7 separate regions of the Mus musculus genome follow, and regions 1, 2, 4, 5, 6 and 7 are each linked to region 3. A link is a contact called in public Hi-C, HiCAR-type, HiChIP or PLAC-seq and promoter capture Hi-C data. All regions are on one chromosome and are shown on one strand. Each heading gives the region's core, a stretch centred on a gene start, on an enhancer-like site or on the middle of the called end of the contact. The rest is flanking DNA. Distances are from core to core; before and after follow the strand shown. Region 1 holds the start of Il1rl2 (interleukin 1 receptor-like 2). Region 2 overlaps Lonrf2 (LON peptidase N-terminal domain and ring finger 2). Region 3 holds the start of Cnot11 (CCR4-NOT transcription complex, subunit 11). Region 4 holds the start of Il18r1 (interleukin 18 receptor 1). Region 5 holds the start of Chst10 (carbohydrate sulfotransferase 10). Region 6 has its middle 12 kb from the start of Lonrf2. Region 7 has its middle 59 kb from the start of Lonrf2.

Region 1 (3,317 bases), core at 259-2,758, 790 kb after region 3:
CTGAAGAAGGGCTTGCTGGTCTAGGCCCTAACCCCCACTCTCTGTGTCTCAGGGGAACACAGCAGCCATGAGCTCAGTAGCACACACCGACTTGCCCTGCCTTTGTGTATTATTAGATCTACTCTTTCCCCATGCAACTCCCCCGCCCCCATGCCTTCACCCTGCCATTCCTCTTCAGCTCTATGTGCACCTGGTTTGAAAACCTGTGCTGTTCCCTTAGTGCTTTGCGCTTTAGGCTGTCTTTAGTGGTAAGGGTACCAATTCCGGGGTGAGGAGGAATTAGTGTGAGATTATATTTTTCCTGATTTAAACATTGTAATATCTTTTAATTTTGCCTATAATAATGGCAGCCATTGTATTGTCGTTCCCAGGCCCCATGTGATCTAGCCACACCTACTTCCATACTTCAGTTTACCCAGCTCTCCCCTCTGCTGTGTGGCAATCACTCTCCCTTCATTTCAGTTTTTTTTTTTGGAGTGTCCCAAACTCGGTCCTTCAGAGACTTTGTACTGACGGTTCATTCTGTAGGGATGTAAATGGCTGTTGCAGAAGATCAGACTTTGGTCCCCAGAACCCATATCAGGTAACTCACAAACACCTGTAATTCCAGCTCCAAGGGAGCCGACACCCTCTTCTGGACCCTATGGTCACCTGCAGTCACATGCACATAGCCAGTGCAGATGCACACACATAATTAAACATAGTAAAAATAAAACGTAAAAAGTAGAAAGAGAGAGCTCTTGCCCCAGACATCTACCTGTTGGGCTCCAGGCCACTGCTCAGGAGAAAGGCTGTGCCTTATCATATTCTTTCCACCTGTCTCCTAACTGTATTTCATATCTTATGTGCTTCCTAATAGTTGAATATCTCTTTTAAAAAAATGTTATTTACCAGAAAATCATGGTGGCAAGCTGTTGAAGGGCTCATGTCTCTAAGCTGTCTTCCCAACACTCAGTGTGCCATCGGACACATTCGGATGCCTTTAATATTTGGCAAGAACATGGGGCATCAGAATCCTTCTCTAGAGAATGGTGTCATGGAATAATCAGTCAGAGGTTTGCCAACGCAGACGAGGGCACACCTACCTAATGATCCAGGAGCTTCTCTCAGACGTGTAAGAGACATTGCCAGGATTGTCGCGGCAACATTATGTATAATAATTAGCAAAACGTAAAAAAAATGGGACAACCAAAATGGCTAAGGGAGAGAGACACGTCGGTTGCTCATGCTCACAGGATGGGGCAAGCCTTTATTGAGAAGGACCACACCTCAAATGTTTAAATCCCGCAAGTATAATGCTTTTATTAAAAAGTAAGTTATGTAAGTGCACAGTATAGTAAATTTTATACAGTGACTAGGAAATCTTATGTAAGAATATCTTACATTGCTTAAGGAATTTCCTGCTTCTCCCTCTCTGCTCTCCACCCCCACACACCACTCAGACACACACAAAGGGAGGGGGAGGGGAGAGAATAAGCACCAAGCTGAAGACTGGGAGTTTGGGTTTGGGCGGACAGAGACCGGAAGCTGGGAGATGATGGCTTCTGATGTTTGTTGCTTACGCGACACAGCTTGTTTGGAATTATGTGGCCCTTGACAACTGCGTGGCACACACTTCAAGATACAAAAGTGAGAAGAAGAGGGGGGTCACCAGAGGAGACTGAAGTCAGTAAGTTTCTACCAAAGCTGGGTTTCTTCTGGCCACTCCAAACAAAGCTGAAATTGTCCTTCAGACCTCTGTGAGTACAGTCTCAGTTCCTTCCGTAGTTCTCTGGGAGGTTCTGCGTGCACACACGTGATAGTTTTGTGTTTTTATTTTTAAAACTTCAATCAGTTTTGTCTTAATTTTATATATTACTGGGGTTTGGTGCGCACTAATTGAACCCAGCTTCTTTTCACCGGCTTCATCCACCCACCCCTGTAATCTCTCTTCTACATCTTAGCTTCCTGTTTGTTTAATTTCCGTATAGGTAGGACGTTTCTTCTGTTTCTCATTCCGCTTAACGTCGTGGTTTTTGTTTTTGTTTTCCCTGAAAACTCACTATCCCCATATCTGTTCTGTATCCAGAACTAATGATTGATTCCTCATGCATCAGCAGACTTACTCAACACAGAGATCATCCCAGAATTGTAAGGCAGAGTGCTTCTGCCAAGGGACAGTACTCGGACAGACACGTGTACATCTTAACTTTGTGAACCTGGGACAGCTAGTCAGACTGACGCTGTGGTTGTTTTCAAAGTCTTACAGTTTCTAATCCACAAAGACTCCGAGGGATGCCCACTAAGAAGCTGTTGGTCTGACAGCGTTTGCCGCCACTGCTCTTCTCAGTGCCTAGTGGGGTCTCCAGTGTCTCTGGCGCAGGAAGACAGGTCCGAGCAAGCATTACTTTATGGCAAGTTTAGACTGACTGTATCGGTGCTCAACCTGTCGGGAGTCTGCTTTACCTAAGATCTGGCACGAGGACGGGGCTGGGGTGGGGTTAATGCCTTTTCTCAGAAGCGCTTCCACCTCTGGAATAGTCCATTTTAGGACAGTGCTGGGTGTGTAAGAACCGCTCAGATAGTGTTTGGAAAGGATATAATAATTTTTAGCGATGATCTGGAGCATATTTAAGCCGACATTCCTGATAGATGAACGTGCTGGCCTGGGATCAGGAAAAAAAGACTGAACGATTTTCGAAGGACGGATTATTTCTGTCCTGCTCCACTTGGGGAAGGTGAGTCTGTTCCGCCCGCGGCGGAGAAGCGATGCCCAAGGTGCAGAGTGCGGTGACCAACCAGGATTCGGTCCCCAGAGTGGTTCCCGCTCTGCTCCACGAGACCCAGCGCTCTGAGACCCCATAGGCAGGTGGAGCAAGCCCGGGGCAGCCGGAGCGGAGGGAGTTAGCGATCAATAGTCACTGGGGCGGCTAGAAGACTCCGACCTGGAAAGTGGGCCGGGACTTGGGTCAAACTCTGGGATTCCTGCTCTCCCTTGCCCTTTCCAGGTGGGCCAGCACTTACCGCTCAGCCAGCGAGCACATAGGGTTACAGGGGAGCCCCTCCGACCCATGCGATCCCAGATGCACGCTGGGCGGGTCCACAGTCTGCTCTGGCTGGGGTTCAGTCTCCTGGCCCTGGCTTGATCCAAGTGCCAGCACATCTGGCCCTGTCTCCCAACTCCCCACCAGTCCCCTTCACAGGCCAGTCGGCGTTTACTGGCTTCTGAAGGTCTGGTGTAATGGAGATGGGGAAAGGCTGGCCTTGGAACGGAGGGAGGCCAAGTGGAGGGCTCCCCATGCAGAGGGGAAGGAAGGCCAGTGACCTGAACTGGGACT
Region 2 (3,159 bases), core at 413-2,912, 710 kb before region 3:
TTTGTCCCTTTGTCCCCACCCTTTGTTCCTCTGAAGCAGATAGATCTCCTTGTGCTGAGAATTTGGTCTTAGGGTGTCTTGTGCAGACACTGGTCCTTTTGCATTCATACATGTCACACACCAAGAAAATTCAACAGAAGAGTAAACTGTCAGGACCTGCCTTTTCGTCCTTTCTGCTCCTGTAAGTAACCCCTCGCCCACATTTCTGTAAGTAACCACAATAAAACTCACTGGTTCAACAATTTGGACTTTGTCAGTGTCTGGTTTTTGGTCTGCCTACCTACCTATTTGGGGTACCTATTTGGGGTGAGTAGGTGTGTGTGTGTGTGTGTGTGTGTGTGTGTGTGTGTGTGTGTGACATCTTCCCAGGAAAAGTATATCATATCATATATCACTCACTTGCTCACTCTTGTTTCTGGTAATACAGGTCTATTATGGAACTCTTTGGCATAGAGAGAATATTTCTCTTAAGGTTCAAAGCTCTTCCAACACCAACATCAAGTGAAAGTGTTTATGTTAGTTCTGATCCACAATGAGACCTTATATGTTCCATCTTTGACCATGTATACATACAGACTTTGAGGTGCTCACTGGCAAAACTCACAAGCAAATGTTGTTTAAAGCTTTTTGTATATGCGTATGGGTGATTTCCCTTCATGTAAATCTGGGTACCACATGCATGTCTGGAGCCCTCTGAGGCCAGAAGAGGGCATCAAATATCCTGAAACTAGAGTTACAGATGGCTGCCATGTGGGCTCTGGAAATCAAACCCAGGACCTCTGTAAGCGTATCCAGTGCTCTTAACCTCTGAGCAATCCCTCCACCCCCAAGTGTATTTTTTTAAACAACATTTTCTCTATTCTTGAGAATCTACATATGAATACAGTAGACTGTGATCATATCCACTGCCATCTCCCTATTCCAGCTTCATTAATGTCCTTCCCAAGTTCATGGCATGTACAGGCTGCAGTGACAGTTTTCCTTCCCACACCCCTCCCTCCCCCTTAGGATACCTTTTAGAAAACCTCCAGCCGCTACGCCTGGCATCCAAAATGAAGGGCTTGAGACATGTTCACCTTTGCATTCAAACAGCCTCAAGACCCCTTAGATAACTGATACAAATGACCACTGAATGGCACCTAGATCCCAGTATTATTTGAGACTTTCACAAATGCTGCAGCTGTAGGGTAAATGGAAAGAGATTCCATAGGTTCAAGCTATCTCTTACCTCCACTCCAAACCATCTTTCTGTCCTTCCTGTTCCCTAACAAAGCTCCATCTAGCTATGAAGTCTGAACATCGTACCCCAGTTGGGAGATGGGAGTCACGGGAAAGCATTTGTCATAGCCATCCATCAAGCATGAGCAAAACACCAAGTATACACCCTGCTCTCTTTACTCCTGGGTGAAGTCAGGATAGAAGATGCGCTCTAACACTCCTCAAAGATCCCTAACACCATCCCTCCTAGATGATACTGATCTGTCCTCTCTGCCCTCACAGTCATTTCATCTCTCATTTCAGACTTTAACCTCCACACATCAGCTACCTAACAGCACACTTCCTGGCTGCTTTAGAATTCTCGTTGTGTGTCCCTCCCAGGTCAGACCATCTGTAGCCCCACCCACTGGACTACTAGACTCTCCATAACCCTGCCATTTACATCTCAATGTTCACAGTACCTTGATCTTTGCAGCACTTGAGTTTATGACTGCCTACCTGCAGGTTGGTCTTATTCCCTGCTGTTCCTTTTGCAAAAACTAGGGGTGGTACCCAGTGAAGAGCCCTTGCCAGTTCCTATCACAGGGCTTATAGCAGTCTGCAAGACAAATGAGGTTTAGGTCCTGTCCTTCCTCAGTCCTGGGTATAACCACCTGAGCAGTGGGTGGGACTAACTGGGTCCCTAGCTATTTACTATAGATTCTCCTCTGAGGGCATCCAGTGAGTAGTTCACACCACCCTTACCCTCCAGAGCCAAACAGACTCAATGGCTGCCCTAGTGCTGCAAAATCAGCACTAAAAGCAGAGAGATCATCTTTGTCTCTTCCTCAGGGAGGAATGTTGCTTCTGTGTTACACAATCTGATATAGTCAAAGACAAGACTGGACAACTCCAGGAAGATCTCCAAAACAAATGCAGGAAACAGCTCGATGCCTGTGGCCAGTGGATCACTGACAGTTAAAGTAAAACTGGATGCTACCTGTCTTAAGATTAAAAAAAAAAAAAAAAAACCAAAAAAAAAAAAAAAACCAAACAAACAAAAGTTACAATGCCCTCCATGTACATATGAGCAACATTATTTGGGCTGAGTGGGTTATCAAAAAGAAAAGAAAAAAAAAAGAAAGAAAAAGAAAAAAGAAAAGAAGAAAGAAAACATTTTTAAATTGAGAATTTTCACTATCTAGAAGGCATACAATTAATTCTTCTCATAGGACCTGCCTTTAAAAAAAAAAGCCCATTGTTATACCAGAAATATAACTGTAGACTAATAATTTCCCACTGAAAGATTAGGTAAAGGTTCCTTAGCTGTACGATCACATGCATTTTGATACCTCTCCTTTGGAGGTTTTTAGAAATCTAATGGAAGATGCTACTGGAACTACAAGCTGAGCTTCAGAGACCAATCCATGGGCCCTACACCCTGTGCCCACCATGCTCATTGCTCTCAGATCCTGGCAGTTTGCCAGCTGGTTCCCTTGGGTTTTTCCCATAGCCACATTGTGTGTAGACAATTTACTTTCTGCTACTGTAATCTTTCCAGCCCTTCCCCTTCAGTCTCTTGTTGTGACATACTGAGATTAACCCTCCCCCTCTCTCAGTGGGGATTAAATCAGAGCCTCATTGCCACCCGACTCTTAAGTTTAAAAGACTATGTATGTCTAGAGCTGGGGAGATGGCTCAGTAGTTAAGAACACTGGAGGTTCTTCCAGAAGATCTGGGTTCAATTCCCAGCACCCACATGGTGGCTCACAGCCATGTGTTCCTCCAGTTCCAGGAGAGGTCATACCCTTTTCTGGCATTTGACAGCACAGCAGGCACATATGTGTCAAACAGCTAAGGTGGTGCCATTTTGTCCTGACTTTATTTGGAGATGTTCCTCAGTCTTCCATCCCAGCAGCCACAGGCACCATGGAAGTGCTTTTGGTGAGACTGTCCATGCCC
Region 3 (3,331 bases), core at 20-2,519:
GCTCTTGGTATTAATCTTAGTGGAAATCAGCTCTATTGGCGGGTAACGTGCTGTGCTCAAATACCTTAAAACATCTCGAAACACCCATACTGTACTAACATTTAAGTTATCAACTAACAATAAGTTATGACAATAACTAGCATGAGTGGGTTTTAGTATGATTAGTTGTCATAGAGCATCCAATGTAAAAAGGCTCAAAGAGAACATAGTTGACTAATTAGTAGTAGTAGTAGTAGTAGTAGTAGTAGTAGTAGTAGTAGTAGTAGAAGAGGTAATTTGAATCATTTGCCCCGTTTGGCAAGCTATATTTTCTGCTGATTGCAATGTTCATTGGCAGAACCCCTCCACAGGTTTAACAGTAAACTAAAGAGGCCTTTAAAATATGCGCCATACCCATCACCTGTTCCTGAAGATTTCCTTGAGAACTTCAGCGGTAAATAGAAAACTTTCAGCTGCCGAAGAGTTTTAGCACAGGGTAGCTAGCAGGTGACGCTGATGACAGTCGCTCGGTTTCTGTAACTCTAGAGTGGATACTAGTCACCACCGGAGCATAGGGGTGGGGAGCGGGCAGCGGTGCCTTTGAAACAGATCACAGGGGACCAGGTCCAGGAGGCTGGTATGTAAAGAAATTTCCAGGGTTTTCCAGTGTTCAGCCAAGGCGTCCAGAAAAAGTGCCCTAGGGCAGGCTAAGGAAAAAGAAGCACTGCAAACGATTTTGTAAACGAATATTTCTCGAGACAGTTTTCTCAGATTTTTTTTTTTCTTTCTTTTTAGACCAGGCTGGCCTCGAACTCACAGGGGTTCGTCTGCCTCTGCCTCCCTGGTGCCGGCCTCGCCTAGATTTTTGTTCACATAACCAAACGTTTATGTGCGGTACGACCCCATCTCTGAGAATACGAGCAAGGCTCGAAATTTAAACTGTTTCTGAGAATCCTGTTTTCATTGGTATTTACAAGAAATGAGCCGTCAAGGATGCTCTATCAGACCAGTTAGCATCTAAGACCTAGTTTCCAAATTATAACTTAGGCAATATTGACTGGGCAGGTTTGGCGCCACCCTGTCACCCAAGGATCGCTTCTGAGGGCTTTAAGGGCAATTAACGGCGGTCTCTACATCACTCAGGCAGGGAAGGACCACTCGGACAGCTCAGAGACCACGCGGCCCCGCCCTCCACGGCGCCCCGCCCCCTTCCGGACACGGCGCCCCGCCCACTCGCGTCTCCGGAACCTCCGCTCGGCCAGCGTCGTCGGTCTGTCGGCCCTGTGTCTCCGTTCCGCTCGTCTGACTTAGGCACTGTTTTTGTTTGCGACGCTGTCGCGGAAGGGTGCGCTTTACGGCCGCGGGAGGACGCAGCGAGTCGGCGCCTTGGGCCTCTCGGCCGGGAAGCGGGGTAGGCGGGCGAGGTTGATGCCCGGCGGCGGGGCGAGCACGGCGTCTGGCCGGCTTCTCTCCTCAGCGGATCCCAGAGGGGCGCGGGAGGCAGCGGCGTTCCGGAGCGGCCCGGCGGGCTCGAGCGGAGGCCGAGGCGGAGCAGGCGGCCCTGGGCCAGGGATTGGAGGCCCCGCGGGCAGGATGAGCCTGACCCCGAAGGAGCTCTCGAGCCTGCTGAGCATCATCTCGGAGGAGGCGGGCGGCGGCAGCACCTTCGAGGGCCTGTCCACCGCCTTCCACCACTACTTCAGCAAGGCCGACCACTTCCGCCTGGGCTCGGTGCTGGTGATGCTGCTGCAGCAGCCGGACCTGCTGCCTAGCGCGGCGCAGCGCCTCACGGCGCTCTACCTGCTCTGGGAGATGTACCGCACCGAGCCGCTCGCCGCCAACCCGTTCGCGGCCAGCTTCGCGCACCTGCTCAACCCGGCGCCGCCCGCCCGCGGCGGCCAGGAGCCCGACCGGCCCCCGCTCTCAGGTACGTCCCGCAGCCAGCCGTGCGGGCGCAGCCAGCTGTTCTGGGGTGGGGGTGGGAGGGGGGTCGTCAGCTAGGGACATTCAGCCTCCTTGGAGGGGATCGACCCTCCCTCCTTTTCCATACTTTCTTTCCCTAAAATAGGGGAGAGATAGAAGTTGCAAGTTTTGTTTTTTTGGTTTTTTTTTTTTTTCAAATTCACTACACTCCAGATGATCCCTCCCAATCGAAAAAGCCAACACATCGTACAAGCCCACAAACGGGCTGGACATATTTTAGTATGCCAGATACGGTTCATTCTTGATTGTAAGGTCCTGAGGTATGCGAAGTTACAGCCAATGGCACTGAGTTTACCCCCTTTTTAAGCCTCCGAGTAAAGAAGTCGGTATTAAGAACCTGAGGTTGAAGTCCACATCACCACAATATCTAAAGTCTTTGCAGCCAACTCCTTGGTTAGCTGTAATGTCGCGTGAGGAGAGGATGAAGTCGTTTCTAATTAACCATTCAAAGATGCATGTGTCCTGGGCAGTATTGTGGAATGTTTGCTTTTGCAGCATTGCTAAGATCAGGCATAGATTACACCTGAGGATGCGCCCCTAAATTTGGTGCTGTGGATGGAACCCAGGGTCACTTCCTCTATACCATGAGCCTCGTCCAGGACTCTGGGACAGCTGTACCACTCACAGGCTGACATACATGTACATATGTACATATATATAGATATAGAGATAGAGATAGAGATATAGATATACACACACATATACATATATATATAATTTTTAAAGTATGTTTAAATTTGTAGGAATCTAAGTATTTGATAACAAAAAGTTCTCAACAGCTATTAAAACCTTACGTTTCATTGACATTTCCATAGATCACAGAATCTCAAGCGATATATTTGTTTATGGATTACTATGTGTACTAAGTGTGAATATTCAATCAGCTGGAACTCAGTTACATTTAGATCATAAGAATAGCTCCACGTGGCAAGTAGCAAAGTTTCCAGTTAACTTTTAAAGTTAAATTTTAAAACTTTACCAGTACCCATTGGCGAGAAACCGGCATGCATTCTTATTTGCAGGGTTCCTGCCTCCTATAACTCCACCAGAAAAGTTTTTCCTCTCCCAGCTCATGCTGGCACCCCCAAGGGAACTGTTCAAAAAGACACCTCGCCAGATTGCCTTGATGGACGTTGGAAACATGGGACAGTCTGTGGACATTAGCGGCCTTCAGTTAGCCCTGGCAGGTGAGGGAGGGCCAGTGATTGGGACATTCTTGTCGGTTCTTGAGATCCCCTGCTTAAAATCAACAAGTTTTTTCTTTTAAATTTACATTTCTGCTGTTTTTGTTTGATCCTCTCCCATCCTGCCCTGCCCTGTCCTTTCCCTGTCTCCCTGTCTGCCACCCCCTCTTTTGTTTGTTTGTTTT
Region 4 (3,344 bases), core at 833-3,332, 930 kb after region 3:
AGGAGGGGAATGTTGAACTCACGGTCAACATATGAGGCTGCAGAGAAGCCGTATGCAGAAGTGTGTGTAGAGGATCTAGAGTAGCCCGTTTCTCTGGGGACAGTGTGCTCTTAGTCTGTACCCTTAGGCTGGGTTGCCAGGTAAACATTTGCTAGTGTTCAGTTCAAAGGCTGAAGCTTGAGCTGAGGGTGATGAGGAATTCAAACTTCCCCTCGCATGCATCCACCCTGTGGTTGCCTGGTTTGCTAAGTCCACCTGCTCTGCTGTAGTAGAAGGTTTTGATCTTCTGCAGCTTCATCTACTTCTTAGTGAGTTGCCAAAACTGACCACTGAAAAGCATGCTGTGTACATAACTGTCTCATGTCCCAGAACGTGCAATCAGGAGGAAGTCCTCACTCCCGATAACGGAATCCTTGCTCTGTGGCTGTGAGGACGTCCCTTAGCAACCTCAGATAGTAATTTTTCTTAGGTTGGATGGAACATAGTAACGTGCTGGATTCTTTGCTAACTGAAAATAGAAGTATTCGGATTTCAGAAAGAACTGGATAAATATTAATGTTGGTGATTATGAAATCTCATTGTGAGCCGTGTGAGTTTGAGTGTGTATTCCATGATTGTGCTGAATGAAGACCTCTAAAAATGAAATTCTCTCCAATCTCATCCCTGGGAATAGTTGCTTCCTCATGCCTGCTGCTCCATCCATGGAAAATGACTAAAGAGAATTATTATTTGTTCCCGAGATTCTTCTGATAAGTCTAAACTATTTGCATGTAATTGAGCTGGGCAGCATGGCACACTTGGGAGGCAGAGGCAGGTGGATCTCTGTGAGTTTGAGGCCAGCCTGCTCTACAGAGTTAGTTCCAGGACACCAGAGCTACAAAAAGAAAACCTGTCCTAACAACAACAGCAACAGCTGCAGCAGCAACAACAACAACAAAGAAAAAGAAGAGGAGGAGGAGGAAAGGAAAGAAGGAAGAAGGAAGAAGAAAGGGAAGAAATAATAGATTTTTCTGTAATGAACACACATATGCTTTGATGCTTTTGCTAAACTCAAAATATTAGTTTTATTTTACTGTTTTGAAAGGTTCAAAGCATGATCCATGTAAAAATGTCTTCTGTGGGGCTTTCTCCCATTTCTACTTTTGTTCCCCTCATTTCTTCAAAGTGCTTGTCCAGGCAGAGCTGACCTTATTTGCTTACCAGTTACAGGTAAACAAAGCGTTTCCTCGTGTTGCCTCTTGTAGCCATCTCTGTATTAGATTAGGAAGGGAAGGAGCCGTCCTACTGTCCAGTTTGTGAGTTCTGGTAGAAAGAGTGTTGAAGTTTGTTAAATGCTTGTTTTCCATGTATCAAAATGTTATGCCTTTCCTATTTATTATTGTATGACAAATTATTTTTCACTGGGCAAAAATAATTGTGCCATTGACTCCTTGTGTGTTTTCTTCATGTGTGTTTGAAGAGTTCTAGCTTATTAAAAAAAAAAATCTAGAAATACTGTTTGGCCTTCGTTTCTTTTGAACAGTTTAAAATCTCACTATAACTTCCCAATTGTGGCTTTCCACCCATCCAGGAGGCTGGGCATCCTGCGCTGGCTGGCACTATGTTGGCTCTGCGAGCCTGGCAGTCTCAAGGACTCTCCTCCCGCAGTGCAGGAGTCCTGGGTTCTCAGCGCCCTCTGCCTGAAGGGTGTGGCGCGCACAGGGCACACAGGTGGTTCTTGTGGTTGAGTAGACAGGCTGCAGGTTCCGGGAAGCCAAAGGCGGTGGCTGTGCCTCCCTGGAGGTCTGGCGGAGGAGTCAGCTGAGATCCAGGCAGGAGAACTCCAGGGGCTCTATCGCCTCAGCGGTGGGGTGTCGGGGTTAGTTCTGGGAACTGTGGAGCTCTTAGGTGAGCAGGGACATGCAGAGAAACCCTGCCAGGAGTACAGGTCTTCCCAGAACTGAAAGCTTGAGCGCTCCTGGGTGGAGCAGCCTGTAGCGCCCTAGGCTTCAGTCCCCCAGCTCTTAGGAGCTCCTCCCATCCCAGGCGGTGCCCACCTGAAACCTTAGCTTTTCCTTTCTTCTTCTTATTCTGATCTTCCTCTCCCAGCCCTCCACCTCCCTACCCCCGGTCGTTGGCTTCTTCTTCTTCTTCTTCTTTTTTTTTTTTCCTGCGATAATTCTCTGGTTTGCCAAATCTCTCTAATCAAGCTCCTGGCCTTGCCTCACTGTGCCTTCCCTCCCTGTCTGTTGTCACAGTTGTGGACCAGGAGGTATTTAGTCTCACTTGCTGGGCGAATCCTGCTTCACAGATGTAAGTGAAGGAGAAGCCACTGCCCAGGCCTGTGTGTGGGCCACCTCTCTGAAGGTAAGGGCAGACTCTGATGTCCAGTCCTCACTGTCTTCTGCTGTCTGGAGCAAGGAGAGGAACCACCCACAACGATCCTGAAAACAAGGTCAATTGTGAGTGGTGTGTATGTGTGTGTGTGTGTGTGTGTGTGTGTGTGTGTGTGTGTATAACTAGTGAGTACAAATGTATATGTTCTTTGTAGAGAGGTATGAACAGCTAAAACACAGCAACAGTTGATTTGTTCAGCTCTTACCCTCTGCTGACAATACACACAGGTGTGCTGTATTTTAGTTGCTTAATCCTCTTAGGAGACAAATGAAACAGGCAATATCAGGTTTAATAAATGGTGTGAGGGGAGAAATATTCAGAAATTTATCTAAGAACATCTTCAGTTATCGCATCAGTGAATGACCCATTTATGCAGATTTGGGGAATAGTTCACTCTCCCTCATGAGTACATGCATGTACATATGTGTGCACTGATGCATGCACAAGCGCCCACACACATGCATGTACACTCACACTCTTGTGCACACACTCGTGAGTCACACACACAAACACACACACACACACACACACACACACACACACACACACACACACACTGCAGTCACAAGAATATCTGCCTTAGGCACACATTATGGAAAAGCAGAGAGCCTTCTCCTGGGTACCTCACCAGGAAGTGGAGGTTGGTCCAGGAGCCCTGGAAGTGCTGTGTGTTAGGGTTGGCCTGAACTGGCAAGCTTCCTGACAATGCCAAACATCGTGTCATATTGCAAGGACGATAGGGTCCCAGAGGAGGGGGAGGGGGGGAAAGGGAACATGGTCTTCATGTCCGGATCCATGTTTGTGAAGGCACATTTTGGAAAATGGAGATAATAGCAGCAGGCATTTTTACGCTAAGTGTCGTGAGGTAGCAATGACTCTCCTTTCCTTACAGATGGAAAGTCAAATGTGCACACCTTTTTTTTTTTCTTAAAGCAGAAGTGCAAGGGTGTATTCAAGATCATTTTTGT
Region 5 (3,211 bases), core at 564-3,063, 640 kb before region 3:
AGTAAGAAAATTAAAATTATTAATGAAATATATTTTATCATGAATAATCCAATTCCACTGTTTTATTTGCTAAATGTTGGGTAAATAATTTTTTATACAGAACCATGAGTTATTCCAATGACAGATACACTCTGGGTTCTGTCAAGCCTTAGCATCTGGCAGATTCTAGACAAACGTCACTTGATAAATGAATAATGGAATAAACGTCAACCTGGTGGCATTAGAGAAATCATAGGTAGGGCTGTTGGCACAATAAACAAACAATGGCCTTTATTCTAAAACAGGAAAACCTCAGTATTAAAATTAATGGTAAGTTCGCCTCACATAGCTTAAGCAATTCCAGACTGTGTGATGAGAAAACTGTCTGGTTCAGAAGATCTCAAGTTCAGGGTCTTATATAGTCAGTCCTCTCTCCCCACCGTACTCCTGGCTCTCTCCTAATTCTTCAAAACGGACCCAAATATTACTGCAAGTGGCACAGAATACTTGCAAGTGTTTTCTGATGCTCTTTGTTCAACTTTGCAAAAACAAAACAAACAAACAAACAAACAAAACTCTATTTTCCTTTCCGGGAGGGGGCGGCTTTCTTGGGAATTTCTTCTGTTCTTGAGGGTCAAGAGCAAACATGTGAAGATTTTTCTTTTCATCTTGAAACTCCAATTCTGCTTTAAGATAAACTATGTCCTAATTATCCTGGGGACCACTGAAGGTAGAAAGTCATTTCTCTCTTTGTGTCTTTTCTTTTTAACCCAGTCACTTAGAAAAGATGAAGTCGTGGCTAGTGATCAGCAAGCGGGAACGAAGCTGAGCTGTCTCACTTTAAGAATGTCTCAAGACATATCCTGCTCTGGCAGTTCCAATAGACCAGCGCAAAAACCCAACTCCTTGTGGCTAACCAGAACCTGCCTGGCTGAGCTACTTTGTATTCACTGCCCTGCCCTTTCCTGCCTTGAATAGACTTGGAGAACGAAAAAGCACCAGCTTTTGGAAAACCTGTTTCATCTTTCCAGCCAGAAAGTGCAGTAATTGATGCCTAGACCTCCAACTTCTGACAGACCTCTTGGTGAAGGTATGGGCCAGCAAGCAGGACCTGCTCGCAGGCAGAACTCCTTCCCCTAGCGCCCCGGGAGCCGCGCTCAACCGTGCGCTCCTTCGCAAAGGCTGCACAGGTTCCTCCCTCCAGTCCTCCTTCCCAGCACGCTCCTGGGACCCAAGTGGGAAAACATTCTCCTCTTTCCACCCCACCCCACATTTACAAACGCAAGTCTCCATCCCAGGGTGGCAAAGGTAGACGATGGATGGTTCAAGTATCATCGATTCCATTCATCACTGCATCCAGCACAAGGACGCCGCCTCGTTGCATAATTAAGTGATGAAGGCTCTTCCCAGGAATCTCTCCATCCAGGGACGTCTTTAAGTCGCCACAGCACACACCGAGGTAGCTCGCTGAGGAAAACCGAGTCCACCACCCTTCTGTCTACCCGGCAAAGGGGTGGGGGACAGCACTTCATTGAGACCCGCCACCCCCGAGTTCCCAGCTCACCCTCGTACATCGGCGCTCGCGCTCCTCCCAGCCGCTGGCGCTCTGCTCGGGCCTCGCGGGGCCTGTGGGCGTCCCCGGAGCCCCGGAGGCGGGCTCTGCCCAGACCTCCGCACCGCTACCCGCCTACCCTCCTGCAGGGTGCAGGGGTGCAGCCACGCCGGAAGGAGGAAGCCGGGCGCGTGCGAGCTTCGGGGTGCAAGACCGCCGCCCACTGCCGCCCGGGAGTGTGGGCCTGGTCCTGCGCGTCGTCGCCGCCACCGCTGTGCACGCGCGCGCGCGTCCACGTTGCAGGAAGCCAGGAGGACGCACCGCGCACCCACCATCCCAGGCCTCCTGGTCCCCATTGGCCTGTGGAGAAATTGTACAGATGCAGCAACCCAGCCGCACCGCGCAGAAAACACCTTGGAGAAGGCAAAGGAAATCCAAAACTTAGGAAAACGCAACAATGTCAACGACAATGAAACACATAAGTAGATCAACAATCATTCTTTAAAAAAAAAAATTTTTTTTGACCTGAGGAAAGGTCAGATCGCTTGAGCTTTGGTATAGTACAAATCTTTATTCTTCCTTAGTTATTTGCATTTGTTTCTATTCTGTTTTATTTTGTTTTTTCTTTTTTAAAAGACCATGCCTCAATGGAGTGCAGGCTTACCTGTAACTCACTCCGAAGCTCAGGTTGGACTCCAGCGTGAGGCAATCCTCCTTTCTCAGCCTCAGGGATGCAGGGCATGGTAAATGCTAGGTACCACACCTTCCTCTATCCATAGATTTTTTAAAATTACTTTTATTATTTTTATGTTTGCATCTCTGTGTGGGTGTGTATACTTGAATATAGGGCCCACAGAGTCAGGAAAAGTGTGGGATCCCTTCCAGCAAGACTTAAGAGGGAATTGTGAGTTACTCAGTGTGGGTGCTAGGAACTGAACTCAGGTCCTCTGCAAAGGTGGTACCACCTCTTAACTGCTGTGCCATCTCTCCAGCCCCATTCATAGTTTCTTAACAACCCTGATTGGTTACCTGGGCATGGTGGCTCACTTTAATCCCAGTATAGGGAGGCAGAGGTAGGCAAATTCTTGAGTTCTAGTCCAGCCTGGTCTACAGAGCAACTTCCACCAGGTCTACACAGAGAATGTCTCTCTCTCTCTCTCTCTCTCTCTCTCTCTCTCTCTCTCTCCACACACACACACACACACACACACACACACACAGAGAGAGAGAGAGAGAGAGAGAGAGAGAGAGAGAGAGAGAACTGGTTAAGAAATGTCTGGAGAAAAACTTTTACAAACTGGCAGGGTTGGTTTCTCAGTGAACTTATCTCAGTCAGAAGGAGTCATCTGCAGACAGGAAGCCTCCCCAGGAACACAACACAGACAGTGAATGGGGAGTAGACCCCATTATCTCCAAGGCTGTTCTCCTGCCCAGGAGTACTGGGCCAGGCTCCGAGAAGACAGCTTCTGTGTGATTCAGAAGTCCAGTTTCTGTACGTTTCACTCAGAAGCTGTGACTTTTAAAAGGCCCAATTTATGAAGATTATGACTGACTTTTGTCCTGACAATGGCTGGCCAGCCCTTGCCCACCTCACCTCCTGACTCCTCAGTCCCTCCCTCATCTTGCCACCCCTCCTCTGTTCCCCCAGAACTTCTGGTGGGTCTTCCTCAGCTGGCCTCC
Region 6 (3,496 bases), core at 116-2,615, 690 kb before region 3:
AGTTTCTATTTCCAGTGTAAGGAGCAAACTGGCAGGGAGGAAGGACCAGAAGAGAAAAATCGAGCCCAGTTTGTATTGAAGGAAAAAGAAAAAAAAAAAAAAAGCCTTTCAAGTATCGGATTTTATACCCCCTACTACCTACTGGTTGAGGCAAATGGCTATTCAGCCCAGCAGCCCATAACCCAGCAGTGTGATTCAGGGAGGACCAGGACTTGTGTGAATGAGGCTGTGAAAAACAAGACAAGCTTCTCATGCTGGGTTGTAAAATGCACAGGATGATGAAGATCTGCAAAGAGACAATGGCTAAGCAAGTGGGTGGGAAAAGCCATCGCAGCCATCCAGCCATGTGGAAGACTGAGAAAAGGTTTCACGACAAGCCTTGGACACATTTTGCTCATCTATGCACACATGCTGGCTGGCATGTTTGTTCTCCTTTATAATGTTATTTTAAACTATTTTTAAAAGTATTTGTTCTTATTTCTATTTATGCATATGTGTGTGTGTCTACATGTATATGCTACAGGTAACTGAGTGTCTGTGGAAGCCAGAAGATGGTATCAGATTCCCCGGAACTGGAGTTATAGGTGACGCTGCCTGATCTGGGTGCTGAGAACTGAATTCAGGTGCTCTGGAAGCAACACAGCAACTGCTCTTAACCACAGAGCCTCTCTTTGCCTATATTTTGAAGTTAGTTTTCTTTTCTAAATTCATCACTTTAGAAAATGGCAAGGGAAAAGTTTTCAGGACAAAACGTAAAAAGTATTGAGAAACCAAGTAAAGGATAGCTCATGGAGAAAGGAGGAGGAGGATGAAGAGGGAGAAAAGGAAAAGGGGGGGGGGGGGAAGAAGAGAGGAGGAGGGGGAAGAGAATGGAATCTAAAGCAGACAAGCAGCATTTTCTCCGATTTCAGATAAAAGGAAAAGTTATGGTGGTCATCATGAACCAGAGTCACAATGAGAAGGAGCATTGTGATGTATTCAGGGAAAGGGTGAGTGAGTTACTGCCATGACTAATAGCAGGAATAGACTGCGTTTTGGGACGAGTACAAGCTCAGAGTCTATAGAAGCTTCTAGAAGCGACTGCCATGTCTCTTGTGTTCACGGGGAGTCTGTTGGGCTCAGTGTGAAATGATGCCGAGAGGCCACTGCAGTATCTCAGCTCGCCCACGAGCTAAGTCACATGACGCTGCTGTGAAATGATGCTGAGAGGCCACTGCGGTATCTCAGCTCAATGAGAGCTAAATCACTGAGCTGTAAAATGTTCGTTCTTCCGCTGGTTTCTTTGAAAACAATGTTCCTCAAATAAAAGACAATGAGGTCTGAAGGCTGAGTCCTCTTTCACATGACTGGAGCAGTCCCTGTGCAGGAACGGGTTACCATGGTAACCCCTGGGTTCCATGGCAAGGCGTGCACAGAGAATGAGGAACAGCTAAACCTCTCTTTTCCAAAACAATCATGTTTATGCACTGGAGAAGTCAGCTGAAATAGAAGCAGCACCTATGAAGACTGGAACGAGCACTAGAGAGCACATGTATGTATATATGCATACATATATTGTATGTATATGTGCATATATAATGTATATATACATATATAATAATATAAATATATGATACCTAATATCATGTTAATTTATATTTAATATTTATACACATATATCCTGCTCATTCATATATATATATACATACATACATACACACATATACATCTCCTCATTCATATAATATATATATATGTATATATATATACATCTTACATATATACACATATACACATATACATACACACACATACATGATAGGAAGATGCAAAGGCTTCTGGAAAGACTGATGTCATGGGCAACAGAGTAAAATTGAAGCTGATGATGCAAGTTTTGGCAAAAGTTATCTGGGGGAGGCAGACACATTTACTGCATATTTAGGTCAGCTGTGGATCAGCTCTTTTCACAGAGGCACAGAACAGAATGAGACAGAACTAATTTCAAAAATTAGTTTGAAAGAAAATGAGGCTGAAAGAAATGTGTTTCCAAAGGATCCTAAAATTGATTGGAACAGTCCATGAAGCAATCTGTGCACTAGGCATTGATGAATCCAATAGAGAAACCAACTGGCAATTAGTGAGGCGTAACAGCTGGTCGTAGTAAAGAAAAGGAAGAGAGCTCTGCCCAAAGTCACCATTATCCTAAAGAGACCATGAACAAGCCAAGCCTGGCCTCTGTAGAATAGACCTCACAAAAATAATTCAGCCAGCCACTAAATGAATTACAATAAAAAACCCCACAGGATAGGGAGGGATAGCAGCAGTCACTATAGCATGCAATAAGCATAGCATGCAATGAGCAGTTTCTAACACCACACACACACACACACACACACACACACACACACACACACAAAACAACAGCAGTAGATGACAGATTTGAGGAAACCGGAAAGTAGACAGAAAAATCAGCCGCGATCATGATTTTACGTCAGGTTTTCCAAGAAAAGATTTCCAAATAGTCATTTAAAATGTGTTCAAGTCCTAATGAGAACTGTGGCTATAGATCTGAAAGAAGAAACAACATTGCATTTCAAGGTCTCTGGGTTTTGAGAAGCACACTAAGGCAAGTCTTTTGGTAGGGATTTATTGGGAAAGTTAATGCCATGCATGGAAAGACAGCCACTGAGTCTAAGCAGGGGCTCCCTATTATGGCCTTCAGAGAGGAGGGCTGGCCCCAGCCCTGTAGTTGATGAGTATCCCATAGTGCTCTCTCTGTGTCCATTGTAAGGAGTGTCCATCATACAGATGTGCCACCTGTAGGCACTGAGAGCTTAAAGTGCTTGACAAACATCTGTCCTGGTTACTTTTTGTAGCTGTGATAAAATAACCAGGACAAAAAATACATTAAGGGAGAAAAGGTTTATTCTGGACTACAATTCCAAGGGGAGACAGTCTAGCATAGCAGTGAGGTGTGGTGACAGGAGCACGAGGCTGGACAGTCACATTGCATAGTCGTACTAGGAACAGATAGAGGACAGCAAGTGGTGCCAGGCTATAAACCTTCAGCCCATCCCCAGTGACATATCCTCTATCCAGGTTCAACTTCATAATGGTTCCATAACACCCCCAAATAGTATAAGGGTTCAAACACAGGAGTCCATGGGGGAACCTTTTGCATTCTAACTGCAAGAACTTCCTCTTAAGAGGTGAGAATTACAGAGTCTCAGAAGACCGAGGGAGAGGGCTCTCACCGTTTCCTTTACAACAGCTATGAGAAAAGAGAGTAGCTTCTATAGGTGAGTCGCTGGCCCAAACTCAACATATATGAAGTATAGAGTTCAGTAAGGAGATGGGACACACACACACACACACACACATACACACACTTATGGCCAGTGGAAAGCAGAATAAAGGAATCCCTTGTATGAAGTCTCAACCATAGATTTGAATTGACAAAAAAGAGAATTTGAAGAATGGAGGAAAAGCCAGTGAAGAAAAGGAACCTCAGAACGTA
Region 7 (3,507 bases), core at 618-3,117, 760 kb before region 3:
CATCTCTCCAGTCCTGGATTCCTCTTTTTAAAAGACACAAGGGATTAGAACTCAGATTTTGGTGCTTAGTTAGACACCATGACATCGCATTCTAATACACGACAAAGATTAGGAACCAGTGAGTTAAGTCACAGTCTTCCTTGGCCTTGGTGCCCATGAGAGCTAACTTGATTGACAGCTAGCTTTTTGTGGTTTGCCATGCTCAGCACAGCACAGGACTCCACCAGCTGCAGCTGCCATGAACTACTTACAGATAGGACACACACGTACATTTTCACACACATTCAATAAAAATTGACTTTTATGAAGGAATATCTATTTATTGTTCCTTACAATGCTTAGTGTAGTTTAAATATTGGCAGAAAGGATGCCGTAATGCCAACTTCTCCCAGAGCTCAGTCCTCTTAGCACCCAGAGAACATAGAAAGTAGAGAGTTCACTCTCTCAAAGTACCAAGACCAGCTGAGGATCTAACCCAATACATACATCAAAGCACTGAAGTGACCACTTCATTCTGGGACCAATGTGAGAGGCCTTACTTGTTTTGAACCGTGTATGTGTTTGTGCATATATGTGAGAAGTAGGGTGGGTGAATAAATGTGACTGTGTGTGCATGTGCATACACACATGAGTGTGCACCTCAGTTCTGAGGTATGAACAACTGTTCATGAGGATGTTGGTAGTACGTATGTGTATGAAAATCAGCATATGAACATCTGGATGTGAGTTAGTGTGTGTGGATAAGATGTATAAGTGTGTGTGTGTGAGTTACTATGTTTAGATGTGTGAGTTAGTGTGTGGGGGTATGAGTGTGTGTGGATAGGATGTGTGAGTGTGTGGTTGTGAGTTACTGTGTGTGGATAGGATGTGTGAGTGTGTGGATTTGATTTCGTGTGTGTGGATAAGATGTGGGAGTTGTGTGTGTGGATAGGATGTGTGAGTGGGTGGATGAGTGTGAGGGAGAGTGAGTTTAGAATGGAACCGACAACCACTTAAACACACACTTCCTTCCCCATTCCACACAGAACCTTGGCAAGTACCTCAACAGCCACTGTACCCCCAAAATGAGATTGCCATCTCCTGAAAAGGGGCTCCTGCTGTCACGCATTGTCAAGTCCCATTTTCCCCCATTTCCTGAAACCCTGGGTGTAGCACAAAGCAGCAAATATTTTTCCTGTCACCATCAATGATGGCCCCACAAATTCCCAGACTGCGGTTACCTCATCACAATAATTAAAATTTTCCTGATATCATACCAACCCCGGCTAATTATCCCTTGGAGACAAAGCAGATTCACAGAGTGTCACTGTCAACAGGCTTCTCCCTGCTCAGAAGCTCAGACACACACTGTGTGACAGTCACATTGCCATGGGTTCCAGACGGGCATGGTGACCTGGGATGTGGCTGGGAGACAGAGGTGAGTGTCAGTTACCACTGTGGTAGCTCCAACTGCTCTCTGTTGGGCTTGCTTCTCCTCTAGCTGAAAAACAGCAGAGCTTTGAGGACATGCTAACCATCCTGCTAGCCTTTTGCCGACACCATGACAAGCCCAAAGCAGTTCCAGCCTGGTTTGGGGTCCCAGGGGGAAGAAACAAAGTCCTTATCTCCAGGTCTTCCAGCTGCCCAGACACTGTAGCAGCACCCACTAGCTCTACTTGCACACTCTTTGAGTGGCACACTGAGCAGCTCAGGGTCACAGACACATGGTCACTATCCCACCCACGCAGGCAGGACTTCACACGGGAGGCCTTAATACAGTAGCCATAAGAGAAGGGCCTAGGCCCAGATGTGGCTCTCAAGCACCTGGGACAGACAGCCACCCCTCTTTCTTGGGGCACCTCAGCTATCTAGTGAAAACAAGAAGCCAGAAGTGAGAGCTCTGCTCACACTCTGACGTGGGAAAAGCCACAAACCCACAAAGACTCATTTGACGAGAGGAAAGAAACTGGTCCCGAGGCTATTTTTGCTGAGTGGAAGTAATGGCTGAAGTGGACTCTGGGTTTTCTTACCACCGTTACTCAAACGGCAACTCCCTGTTATGTTCTCCTTTCACAAGCGAGAAAGTCCCTTCTCAGGGGAAAGTTAAGTCAGCTCTCTACCCGATGGCTCTCTGCCATTCACACACTCTTTTTAGTAGCTGCTGCTTCTTAGAAAGGTCTCAGTTCCTGTAAAACAGAGAGGACGGTACAGAGATTCGCTGGATGCCCCACAAAGGGACAGCCTTACTACAAAAACATCCCCCACCAGAGTGACACATTCCTTACAACTGATGGACCCCAGAACAACCTTTACCACCCACCCACAGTCTGCTGTGTCTTCAGCGTTTGCTTTTGGAGTTGGACGGTCTATGTGCTTGGTCCAACATATAAGGACACAGACCTGTCCCATTATATGCATGGTGGCTTCCTGCCCTAACCCCTCTTGCTGTGCTGCTTCCTCCTGCCTTCTCTGAGCCTGACTTGGCCGCCACTCATCTTGCGACTGTCTTCATAGTTTTGAATTTCCAGAATTCAGAGCAAATGGCACCTGACCATCTCAAGACTGGATTTTTTAAAAATATATTTTATTTTTTTAATTTAAAAAATTTTTGAGGTAGAAAATTACCTAAAGTGGAGCATCTTGGCACAAATGGATTAGCACGGAAGAGTACTTTGCTCTTCCAGAACACTAGAGTTTGGTCCCCAGCACCCATGTCAGTTGGCTCACAACTGCCTTTAACTCCAGCTCCATGAAAACTGACACCCTCTTCTGGTCCCTGAGGGTACTGCACACTCAGACATATGCAGTAATAAAGTGAGCCATCCTAGCAACATGCCCAAAGTGACTCCATGTCTCCAGGCCTTAGTAATTCCTCCTTCTCCTCCTCCTCCTCCTCCTGCTCCTCCTCCTCCTCCTCCTCTTACTCCTCTTCTTGGCAATGAAGAACATTCCACTATCAGCTATAACACCATTATTTAGCCATTCACGACTACAAGACACTGTGCCTACATCTAAGGGTTGGCAACTGCAGATAAAGCCATGTGTAGTGTTGTGTGTGAACGAGACCATTCAGTTCCTTTGGAATAAGTATAATGAGCACAGTTTTGGGGTGGTGAGGTAGCGGTGTGCACGTCGCTTTCACTTGTTCTTGGAGGAGCAGACAAACAGTGCAACGGATATAGTCAAGATTAGGGACAACGGTGTTGAGATAATGGCTCAGTGAGTAAAGCACTTGCTGTTTCTGATGGTCTGAGTTTGAGCCCCCAGAGCCCACACAGCAGCAGGTCAGATGGTGAGCTTCTCTGTAACCAGTGTTCCTACTGTGAGATGGGCCATAGAGAGGATTCCCACACGCTCATGGCTTAGCTACCACAGCTTAGGTAGCATCCCAGTGGCAACGAGACACGGCAAAAGAAACCCTGCATCACAAGAGGTGGAGATGGAGGACCAACAATATCTGAGCTTATCTCCTGACCTCCATATGCACGCCTAACCCAATAAACACATGCATCACACACACACACACAC

Evidence for each region. Promoter capture Hi-C pulls out the DNA fragments that hold promoters and counts their contacts. A called contact is a pair of places that touch in the nucleus more often than the background predicts. HiCAR-type assays count read pairs that join an accessible place to other places. HiChIP or PLAC-seq counts read pairs in DNA pulled down with a chosen protein or histone mark.
Region 1: a promoter capture Hi-C map of liver shows a contact between it and region 3, with 5 times the contacts expected there. The contact joins the promoter of Il1rl2 here to the promoter of Cnot11 in region 3. A contact is called at or near these places in 9 of 39 promoter capture datasets (the 3T3-L1 cell line, 3T3-L1-derived adipocytes, cranial neural crest and 4 more) and 1 of 115 datasets of contacts at active chromatin or transcription factors (microglia).
Region 2: a HiCAR-type map of embryonic stem cells shows a contact between it and region 3, with 4 times the contacts expected there. The contact joins the enhancer-like site here to the promoter of Cnot11 in region 3. A contact is called at or near these places in 1 of 39 promoter capture datasets (hippocampal neurons), 1 of 484 Hi-C or Micro-C datasets (adipose-derived mesenchymal stem cells) and 3 of 115 datasets of contacts at active chromatin or transcription factors (embryonic forebrain, embryonic stem cells and forebrain).
Region 4: a Hi-C map of CD4 T cells shows a contact between it and region 3, with 2.3 times the contacts expected there. The contact joins the promoter of Il18r1 here to the promoter of Cnot11 in region 3. A contact is called at or near these places in 3 of 39 promoter capture datasets (the 3T3-L1 cell line, the HPC-7 cell line and neutrophils), 1 of 484 Hi-C or Micro-C datasets (CD4 T cells) and 1 of 115 datasets of contacts at active chromatin or transcription factors (thymic regulatory T cells).
Region 5: an H3K4me3 HiChIP or PLAC-seq map of embryonic forebrain shows a contact between it and region 3, with 4 times the contacts expected there. The contact joins the promoter of Chst10 here to the promoter of Cnot11 in region 3. A contact is called at or near these places in 3 of 39 promoter capture datasets (embryonic stem cells, hippocampal neurons and neural stem cells), 4 of 484 Hi-C or Micro-C datasets (B cells, CD4 T cells, cerebral cortex and 1 more), 6 of 115 datasets of contacts at active chromatin or transcription factors (embryonic forebrain, embryonic stem cells, forebrain and 3 more) and 3 of 9 other capture datasets (adipose tissue, embryonic stem cells and liver).
Region 6: a contact with region 3 is called in a promoter capture Hi-C map of hippocampal neurons, with 4 times the contacts expected there. The contact joins the enhancer-like site here to the promoter of Cnot11 in region 3. A contact is called at or near these places in 1 of 39 promoter capture datasets (hippocampal neurons), 2 of 484 Hi-C or Micro-C datasets (adipose-derived mesenchymal stem cells and cerebellar granule neurons), 3 of 115 datasets of contacts at active chromatin or transcription factors (embryonic forebrain, embryonic hindbrain and forebrain) and 1 of 9 other capture datasets (adipose tissue).
Region 7: a Hi-C map of B cells shows a contact between it and region 3, with 6 read pairs. The contact joins the enhancer-like site here to the promoter of Cnot11 in region 3. A contact is called at or near these places in 1 of 484 Hi-C or Micro-C datasets (B cells), 1 of 115 datasets of contacts at active chromatin or transcription factors (astrocytes) and 1 of 9 other capture datasets (pancreatic islet).

What each region holds. Positions count from the first base shown.
Region 1 is chr1:40,323,081-40,326,397 of GRCm38.p6, forward strand. It overlaps Il1rl2 (interleukin 1 receptor-like 2), which reads left to right and starts at 1,509. Exons shown (of 11, transcript NM_001356478.1): 1 at 1,509-1,669.
Region 2 is chr1:38,822,444-38,825,602 of GRCm38.p6, forward strand. All of the region lies in intron 1 of Lonrf2 (LON peptidase N-terminal domain and ring finger 2), which reads right to left. Among named protein-coding and RNA genes, the nearest start is that of Lonrf2, 13 kb to the right of the region's middle. Within about 2 kb of position 1,663, at least 4 of the 459 cell types and tissues checked have an H3K27ac peak or open chromatin away from gene starts, as enhancers often do. A contact at or near this core is called in embryonic stem cells, where this site is marked.
Region 3 is chr1:39,534,432-39,537,762 of GRCm38.p6, forward strand. Cnot11 (CCR4-NOT transcription complex, subunit 11) reads left to right here and starts at 1,270. Exons shown (of 7, transcript NM_028043.3): 1 at 1,270-1,906; 2 at 2,985-3,149. The coding sequence starts at 1,408.
Region 4 is chr1:40,463,924-40,467,267 of GRCm38.p6, forward strand. It overlaps Il18r1 (interleukin 18 receptor 1), which reads left to right and starts at 2,083. Exons shown (of 11, transcript NM_008365.2): 1 at 2,083-2,434. Il1rl1 (interleukin 1 receptor-like 1) reads left to right here. Exons shown (of 11, transcript NM_001025602.3): 11 at 1-1,492.
Region 5 is chr1:38,896,347-38,899,557 of GRCm38.p6, forward strand. Chst10 (carbohydrate sulfotransferase 10) reads right to left here and starts at 1,814. Exons shown (of 7, transcript NM_145142.2): 1 at 1,544-1,814. Gm51581 reads left to right here and starts at 264. Exons shown (of 3, transcript XM_030243909.1): 1 at 264-309; 2 at 1,056-1,287; 3 at 1,371-2,604. The coding sequence starts at 264. The coding sequence ends at 2,004.
Region 6 is chr1:38,846,911-38,850,406 of GRCm38.p6, forward strand. No RefSeq gene overlaps it. Among named protein-coding and RNA genes, the nearest start is that of Lonrf2, 12 kb to the left of the region's middle. Within about 2 kb of position 1,366, at least 69 of the 459 cell types and tissues checked have an H3K27ac peak or open chromatin away from gene starts, as enhancers often do. A contact at or near this core is called in cerebellar granule neurons, embryonic forebrain, forebrain and 1 more, where this site is marked.
Region 7 is chr1:38,775,739-38,779,245 of GRCm38.p6, forward strand. No RefSeq gene overlaps it. Among named protein-coding and RNA genes, the nearest start is that of Lonrf2, 59 kb to the right of the region's middle. Within about 2 kb of position 1,868, at least 87 of the 459 cell types and tissues checked have an H3K27ac peak or open chromatin away from gene starts, as enhancers often do. A contact at or near this core is called in B cells, where this site is marked.